Regions from separate parts of the Hordeum vulgare genome. Here all the other regions are linked to region 3. Evidence: chromatin contacts called from public Hi-C data. All regions are on one chromosome and are shown on one strand. The core of a region is the stretch at or near the end of the contact, and the rest is flanking DNA. Distances in the headings are between cores, read along the strand shown.

The links. A called contact is a pair of places that touch in the nucleus more often than the background predicts.
Region 1: a contact with region 3 is called in a Hi-C map of an unstated tissue, with 10 times the contacts expected there. The contact joins the promoter of LOC123425953 here to the promoter of LOC123425954 in region 3. A contact is called at or near these places in 2 of 6 Hi-C or Micro-C datasets (leaf and an unstated tissue) and 1 of 1 datasets of contacts at active chromatin or transcription factors (embryo).
Region 2: a contact with region 3 is called in a Hi-C map of leaf, with 5 times the contacts expected there. The contact joins the enhancer-like site here to the promoter of LOC123425954 in region 3. A contact is called at or near these places in 2 of 6 Hi-C or Micro-C datasets (leaf and seedling) and 1 of 1 datasets of contacts at active chromatin or transcription factors (embryo).

The regions. Positions count from the first base shown.
Region 1 is chr2H:230,252,987-230,255,970 of MorexV3_pseudomolecules_assembly, forward strand. LOC123425953 (protein LAZ1 homolog 1-like) reads left to right here and starts at 1,616. Exons shown (of 5, transcript XM_045109730.1): 1 at 1,616-1,749. The coding sequence starts at 1,731.
Region 2 is chr2H:230,269,428-230,272,503 of MorexV3_pseudomolecules_assembly, forward strand. LOC123425953 (protein LAZ1 homolog 1-like) reads left to right here. Exons shown (of 5, transcript XM_045109730.1): 5 at 334-817. The coding sequence ends at 537. Among protein-coding and RNA genes, the nearest start is that of LOC123425953, 16 kb to the left of the region's middle. Within about 2 kb of position 1,379, at least 3 of the 3 cell types and tissues checked have open chromatin away from gene starts, as enhancers often do. A contact at or near this core is called in leaf and seedling, where this site is marked.
Region 3 is chr2H:231,212,287-231,215,022 of MorexV3_pseudomolecules_assembly, forward strand. It overlaps LOC123425954, which reads left to right and starts at 1,299. Exons shown (of 4, transcript XM_045109731.1): 1 at 1,299-1,794; 2 at 2,374-2,460. The coding sequence starts at 1,732.

The DNA.
Region 1 (2,984 bases), core at 366-2,865, 960 kb before region 3:
AAGTGATCTTTAAAAGTAGTATTTCTTAATTAGTAATTTTGGACAAAGACCCTATCAAACAAATAAAAGAAAGGAAAAAAAAGTAAAGTCTAAGTGACATATGGATCAATAAGGAAATCCAATTTCGGTAATCCGAATCCCATATAGGTATTTTCTTCACGACGATGGACGGCAGGTCGGCAAGCCTGTCGGGCCCTCTACATGATGGAGATCGAACATTAAATTCGGCCCTGCCCATGCGGCTCTGATTGGACGTAGACCGGCCGAGACCTTCTAAGAGCAATTCTAGTAGAACGCTCAAACCCTTAAAACAAAAACCAGTTTTAAGGGTTGAGAATTGCACATTTTTGACACTTTTAAGGGTTGAAAAACAGGGGTAAAGACTAGAACCCTCAAACCCAACCCTTATAGAATATTCCGTTATAAGGGTTGGGTTTGAGAGTTCCAGTCTTTGTCCCAACCCCAAACCTTAAAACTGTCATTCATATATCACACATTTCATCACATTTCATCATATGACATATCACAAATTCAATCACATTTAACATAAAACAATAATCATTCTAGTTATTATTACAACACCGAATAAAACAATAATCATTCAAATCATTACAACAATGTTTGAGCAAATAACAACATAAAACAATGTTTCAGCAAATTACAACAATTGTTCGAATCAAATAGGACATAGAAAAGTAAAACAAAGATACATCATGGGCCAGTACGCCGCCCATCCAACTGCCAGTGGTGCTCTACTAGATCATCCCGGAGACGACCATGAATGGTTGCATCCTTAATCTCACGATGTGCTTGAAGAAAGGCGTGTATGCGAGAAGGGTTTCTTTCCGGTTGCACACGGGTACCAACATTATCATAGAAGCAAGGGAGGTTTAACCCTCTCTCATCCTCTAGGATCATGTTGTGTAGAATCACACAACATTTCATGATGTTCACCAAGGTTTTTTTGTCCCAAAAACGAGTACATCTACAATGTGAGCGGCAACAATTGTGAGTAATGTCCAATGAAACAAAAATGTAAAAATGAAGCAAAATAGCAAAAATGTGTACCTCAAACTTCGGTGCTACAAAGGGCCGGCCGGGGAGGCGGCGCTGGGAGGGGCGGCCTGGACGGGGCGACGCTGCGGAGGGTCGGCCGGCGGCAGCGGAGGGGAGGCTGGGGCTGCGGAGGGGCTGCGGGGACGGGGCGGCGCTGCGGGGCTGCGGAGGTTCGGCGGGGACGAGGCGGCGGCGGGGCGGCAGGGGCGGCGTGGTGCTGCGGCAGTGGCGGCGCTGCGGAGGGGCTGCGGCGGGGCGGGAAAGCGGCGGCGGATGGGCGGCCGGGGCGGTCGGAGCGGAGCGGCGGCGGATCGAGGGAGGGAGCTGAAACTTCCCTCTCGCGCTGGAGAGGAAGTGGAGTGCAGGTCGGGGACAGTTTCTCCCCCCAACCCTCACTTCCACAGGCTGCGATGACGTTTGCGGATTGGACCTTTAATTTTTTTACGGGTTTAAGAATTTAAGGGTTCTAGTATACGTCGTTTTGTCGACGAAAATTTAAAAAAAGCGGTTATTTTTTAGAATTTGAGGGTTAGAGGGTTCTACGCTATGACCCCTCGCAGAAAAAACCTGCTCCCACGCGGGTCGCGAGGAGAACAAACAAGTCTCTGCACGGCTGCACCGGAGCAGGAACCGAGAGAGAGAGAGAAGCTCTGCCCCTGAGCTCCTCCGCCGGCATGGAGATCCTTCAACAAGGTGAGAGTTCTCTCTCCTCTCCCCGCAGACAGCAAACCGGCGGTTTCATTCTGTCGGTGGATCCCTTGGTTCCGGGGTTTCTTTGTTTTGATCCGCTTAGCGCGTCCATCCTTGCCTGCTTGCGATTCTCGATGCCATCGCCGTCTCCCGATTTCAGCGCCGCCCCGTCGCCGGCTTCCGATTTTGCTGCCGCCTCGTGCACCAACAGCACGGTCGCCGTGGCCAAGGTGCACGGATTTAGCCGCGCCGGCCGCTCAGGCTCGAGGAGTCTGTGTTCGTGCCGCTGGCATCTCATGCGGTGGCGTGCTCTTGCCCTAACTCTGCTTTTGCTCCGTTTTGCTGTGTGCGGCGAGGGCGATGGCATGAGCGAATTTGCAATTTGGTAGTGTTTCGGTCAAGTTCTTGGTAGTGTTATTATCTCGGGTCAGTACCTGCCTACCTGCAAATGCAATTTACTGTCCATCGTGTCATCGTTTTAAGAAAATGCACATGTTATGGAAGTTTGTTTGGGGTGACAAGTAATTTACCCTGTATACAGTTTACAGTGTCTGATAGACTTTGGATCGAGTAGGCTTAGAGATTAACGGTGGGTTTACCTTCACCTTGGTTCGAGGAGCCCGATGGGGTCGCCATGGTGGATGGCGATGGTGGTGATGACAGAGAGTGGGCGAGGTGGTGGTGGCGCTTCCCGTTAGAACTGCGCGAAACCAAGATCGGTAGGGTGTGCGGCTCGGGATGCCACTATTGGTGAACGTAGTAATTTCAAAAAAATTCCTACGCTTCAGAAGGATCTATCTAGGAGAAACCAACAACGAGCAAAGGGGTAGAGCATTTTCATACCTTTGAAGATCGCTAAGCTGAAGCGTTACTAGAACGCGGTTGATGGAGTCGTACTCGCAGCGATTCAGATCGCGGTGGATTCCGATCGAAGCGTCGAACAACGACACTTCTGCGTTCAACACACGTGCAGCCCGGTGATGTCTCCTACGCCTTGATCCAGCAAGGAGAGAGGAGAGGTTGAGGGAGAGCTCCGACAACACAATGACGTGGTGACGGTGGAGCTGTGTGGTACTCCGGCAGGGCTTCGACAAGCGCTACGGAGGATGAGGAAGAGGAGAGATAGGGCTGCGCCGAGGGAGAGGTGGAATTGTATGTCCAACAGCCCCAAACCATTGGGTTTATATAGGAGGAGAGGGAGGAGGGTGCGCCCTAGGTGGTGCGGCAGCCCTAGATGG
Region 2 (3,076 bases), core at 129-2,628, 940 kb before region 3:
TTTTGCTATTATAGCTGATGATTATCAATCTAGGAGTTTCATCAGCAATTTAATTTCCCATGCCTTGCCATAAATATTTATGAGCACAAAACAGTTCGCTGCTTAACCTTTTAACGTACAACTTGGTTGCAGTAGAGATTTCCAGTGGACTTGTCTTGCGGGTGAACCGTGTTGTCTATGGATGCTTCCGGCGACATTCTAACATGCAATTGTTCACTGTGGGAAATTAAATAGCTAAATACAACACTTCCAAATTGTAACACAGTGGAGTACTTTTTGTCACATGAAATATGGTCAAACTCCTGAATCTTGAACGGTATTGTGTTTTTGCAGGGCTGTGCCTTGGATGTTTTGGCTGCTGTAGGGTTTATTCAATCTCACCATTTCTGGCTGGACGTGGAGCACATCCAGGAGGCAATCCAGAATGTCTTGATTATCCTGGAAATGGTCATCTTCTCAGTTCTCCAGCAATACGCATATCACGTTGCTCCGTACAGTGGCGCTGACAAGGCAAAATTCGAGAAGAAGAATGAATGATCCGCCAAGCAACATAAGCAGCTTGTTCTTGTATGGTTTTGTGTGTTTGTGCTGGGAACACGGATTCAACATGCTATAGGACATGCATTTCCTTTTGGGCATGTGTAGAGTGAGTCGTTATACGTTGAACAATAGAATACCGAGATGTCCAGGATTCAGGAACATGCAGGAATGGCACTGTTATTTGCGCTGTGAAACTATGTAATGCACCAATAAGGAGAATTTTGGGGTTTTCCCGCTCCAAGATGGAGTCCTGAATAAATGTGGTTTCCTGCTGAAATCATGGTGTGTCTATGTTGTTGTTTGCTGAACATAACACAACACTACATAAGGTTTTTTTCTTTTTTCCATGGAAACTTATATGTGTACAGTACGAATCGTGTGATGGTCTGAAAATGTTGTGATTTGTAGGCTGTATTCCGGCCCAACTAACAGAAATCGGCCCATTTTAGAAATGTGTATTTGTTTTTTGTTTTGTACGTGACGTGTGGAAGTATATTGTTAAGAAAATCTGCACATAGGTGATATACATGTGTATGAATGCTCACTAACAGTTTCAATATTTTTCATGCTGTAGAAAATTGTATTTTGAAAACGAGCTCCCTGGTTCTTGAGCATTTTCGGATTTTCCAGAGAGTATAGTATGTTGCGGTGCGGTTTGGATGGGTCGCATAGTATTTGTGAGACTGCTAACCGCTAGGGAGATGCGAAGACAGAAAAAAGGAGAAAAGAGAGTGGAACATGGAAGTGATTGGTTCGGGTCCAGTCTGTCTACTGTATAGGTATAGGTGGTACCTGAAAGGGCAGCGGACCGCACACAGTGGCAAAGTGGGCACGGCCACTGACTGGTGTGTGTGTAGTGTACGTGGGGTCATGTGCAACTCCTGTAGATTCCTAGTACGGCTCCTTGTCCCGTGACCTTTTCATCAGCGCTACTACAGCTTTTAACCATGGTCACAAGTCTCATCTCACTCCTCCTCTTGTCCTAGCCTACCCAGTCTCCTCTAGACTCCCCCTCTTGCCCCTCTTCCATTATTACTCTACCCTACCACTGTGGCTAGGAACCTAGCAGAGTAGTAGAAGTTGTGCTACTACTTCAAATCCAAAGGAACCGGAGGCTGAGAATTGCTGGAAATTACCACTACGTCGGCTGCCTGAAATTTCACCACAAACACAGTTTTCTTTTTGAAACGGGGCAGGATTTGAAGGTTTCATTTTTCTTGAAGAAGAAGAAGAAGAAGTAGAAGTAGTAGTGTAGCACAAAGGTCCAACGAAATGACTAAGCAGCATCATTATTTTGGCAAGAGAAAAAAAAACGCTGCACTGGCGCATGATGCCACGGCAGACACCACCATATGGCACGCCAAAAGGAAAGCGAACTGTGGCTAGGAACCTAGCAGAGTAGTAGAAGTTGTGCTACTACTTCAAATCCAAAGGAACCGGAGGCTGAGAATTGCTGGAAATTACCACTACGTCGGCTGCCTGAAATTTCACCACAAACACAGTTTTCTTTTTGAAACGGGGCAGGATTTGGAGGTTTCATTTTTCTTGAAGAAGAAGAAGAAGTAGAAGTAGTAGTGTAGCACAAAGGTCCAACGAAATGACTAAGCAGCATCATTATTTTGGCAAGAGAAAAAAAAAACGCTGCACTGGCGCATGATGCCACGGCAGACACCACCATATGGCACGCCAAAAGGAAAGCGATGCACTCCCTCAAAAAAAAAAAAGGAAAGCGATACTCGCTGAGTATCGTAACTGGAAACCTTGTCTGCACGCGGTGGCAGGCCATCGATCGATCCAGGGCCCCCAGATCGCACAGTGACACCAAGATGCAGAGAGAGAGAGAGAGAGAGGCGATCATGCTCATGAATGGGGCGAGGGGGAGGGAGAAAAAATCTCGACAGGCGGACTCACACTGCGAAGCTTTCCCTTGTGGCAGCAGAGCAACTTTATTCAGTCGGTGAGCAAGCGACTGACAAAGCGGCCTCGGATCACGTGCAACCGCAGGCCTAGGCCTAGGCCTAGCTAGACACCTCAGCCCAGCCCCCTCCCTCGGCCTGGTTGGTCGCTGGTCTCTCTCCTTTCTCTCTCGTGCCCACAGCCAATAGACTCCGACTCGCTGGCTGGTACTACGCGACTACTAGCCTGCCCGTACGCACAGTGGCACGCTGCACGCAAAAAACAAAAAAACGTGACCTATACGGCGCGCTGGCCTTCGTGCGGGTTCTGTCAGCCAGAGGTCGAGGCGAGGACAAATTCATTGTTTTGAACTTTTCTTTAAGTTAAGACGCAAATCTGATTTCAACATAAAAAAATATTTGGATCTTATTCTTTCCCTACCGCCACACGCTCTCACGGTAGGCTTGTGCATGCTATCGTTATTGTCTTTAGCGGTAGGGTCCCGGTCAACGTTAACGTGGATACTAGTCTACCACCACAGGAAGTGGTATGTTATAGCCTACCGCCCTTCGATCAGTTGACGGACCTATGGGGCTGCGGACGGGCCCAATCCATCCATCGGCCCGTTCTTCCGCCTTCG
Region 3 (2,736 bases), core at 49-2,548:
TGGGAAAAATAAAGAGCAAATTATAATGCAGCTGCAGTTCAAATTTGACCCGCTTCCTACTAAATCGGCGACAATTTGTCTTTTTCACTAGAGGTGGATAAAATCTTTTAACTTCCAACCATTCTGTCAATTGTACATTAAATATGACCTAGTATTTTAGAAAAATGATTTGGTACAATTTTGAAACAAATATATGGTAGGTCCTTGACAAAAAAACTCATTTCGGGCACTTGAAAAATGGAAAATGAATTTTTCATACAAGGAAAATGAAAACTTCCTTAATCAACATTGTTTGCCATTCGAATATGCACCCTTGTGCATAATATTAGATCGTTTCAACAAACTATGCCATGAATGTGACCATAAGATTGATCATTTGGCTTGAAAGCCATGAATCTTCACACACGATAGCCCATTTCTGAAAACACTTTTTTAAAATAATCACTGTATTACAAGTTATTATTTTTCCTGGTAACTTGGTCACATATTATGACACAACGCGAAGGTTTTGCATTTTTTTGATTTTTTTTAATTTGTTATGCCCATTTCAAAATGCGGTCGAAACGTCGGGCATGACCGTTCATAGCTAGGGGTTGAATTTTGCCAAATTTTTGTTGGATCTTTGATTAAACACATACTTCTTTACCTAAAAATGATTTCAGAAAAAAATCATGAGAAAATTATGAGGCACCTCTAGTTCAAATTTGACCCGCTTCCTACTAAATCGACGGCAATTTGTCTTTTTCAGTAGAGGTGGCTAAAATCTGTTAACACCCAACCATATTGTCAATTGTAAATTAAATATGACATAGTATTTTTTTTAAATGATGGAGTCCAATTTTGCAACAAATATTTCATAGGTTCTTCACAAAAAAATCAATTTTTGCCACTCGGAAAATGATTAAAAATAGCTAGAAAGATCAGAAATGCATACAAATTGGTCCTCATCCGTAAAATGTGGTCTAACTTTAGTGAAAATTTGTGTGGTGCCTTTTGAAAAACATTTTTGATAGATACTTCACAAATTTTCCTCTATTTTTAGTACTTCAAAACTATTTTCAATCACTGATTTTCCAAACCAATCAGAACCATTCCCACGGATCAATGACATGGCGCCCATCCATCCATCCATCTCTCCATCACACATCCATCCAATCATCCATCTATGTACAGAAAAAAAGCTGGAAACGAGATACCCCACCGGCAGCCTAAACTGGCAAACACTAGTTCACAGCCTCGGATCCCCCCATCCCACCCTTCCTCTCCCCGCCGCTCCCCCCATCGCACCGCTACCCTCCCTCCCGTTCCTCTCCAGGCCGCATCCCATCCCGGGCGGGGTGTCATCTGCGTCAACCCACCTGATAGCCAAAGAACCAAGAGAGACGAGGGATGAGGGGTGGCGGGCGGGCGCGGCAGAACGCGATCCGATCGGGCATCATGGTGCTGGGCGCCGCCGCCTTCGCCTACCTCTCCTACCGCGTCGGGTTCAAGCCCTACCTCGACCGCGCCCAGGAGGCCATGGACTCCCACCACGCCGCCGCTGCCGATGCTTCCGCCTACGCCTCCTGGGAGGACCAGCCCGACCTCCCCGGGGACGGCGACGGCGGCCTCAGGCCGTCCAGGGACCCGGCCGCCATGCTTCGCGACTGACACCGCCTACCTTCTCGGGCCTCGTCAGATCCTCGGGCTTGTTGTGGCATTTCGCTGAACACTCTGTGAGCGGATAATAAAATGCACCGGAACTGTTTTCGGCAACGCAATCCTCCCCCACCCCGTGCTGTCTTCGCTGGTATGGTATGGTTTCAAAGTATTTTTTATCATCGTACACTCAGCTCACTCAAAACCCACCTGCGTTGCAAATGCCTCCTCTGCTCATGCATGTAGCCTGATTTGAATGAACATGTTGAAAACATGATTGATGGTTCTAGTTGACCAGATTAAATAAATGGATGTGCAAATTATAGGACCTCGAAGCAGAATATCTTCTACAGTATGTAGGTTCCAGCAACATTGTTGCAGATTTGCGTGATCCTAACGGGAAAAATCTCGTTTTCTTGTTGCCTCGTGTTCTTGTTCCGATTCCAACTTATTGACGGTAGCGATGAATCCCCTGTCGTTGCGGTTTGTGTGGTGTAGAGATTTCTTTCTTTGGGAACTTGAAGAGAATAGGTCTAAATGAATAAGTTATAAGCATCACTCTCCCTGGCGTCAGTGCCTAGATTTGTTTTGTTATAGTACTTATGCAGTGTCTACTATTGGGAATTGGAACACAAGCAAAACATTAGTTTGAGAGTTGCTGCACACAGAGTAAACATTATGCCAAATGCGAACTGCTCTACTGATTTCATTTCCCGTAATTTTGTCCTTATCCAGGCGACCCGACTCGGTGTGGCGCAGACCTGCTCGGCGACGCTCGCCGGCAACCACCTGATGCGGGACGCCGCCGCGCTCCCGGAGACCGTAAGTGCCAAGTTTTACTTACTACTCTCACCACAGACTATGAACTGTTGGTAGCGTAGCTGAGTTGGAATGGTCCCTGTATCTGTATGGTAACGTTAGTAATGGTTGCTGAGGACGAGCAGGGTCACATGGTCAGTTTCAGATGTCAATATATCCTCCATTCGAAAACCAGGATAAGTAATTTATTTTCGTTTCTAACCAGCTAGCTGTCGAGCCTCAATGGCTGCAGGATTTTGCTCGTTGCTGTATTTGCTCAGCAGGATCAACGTGCGCTAA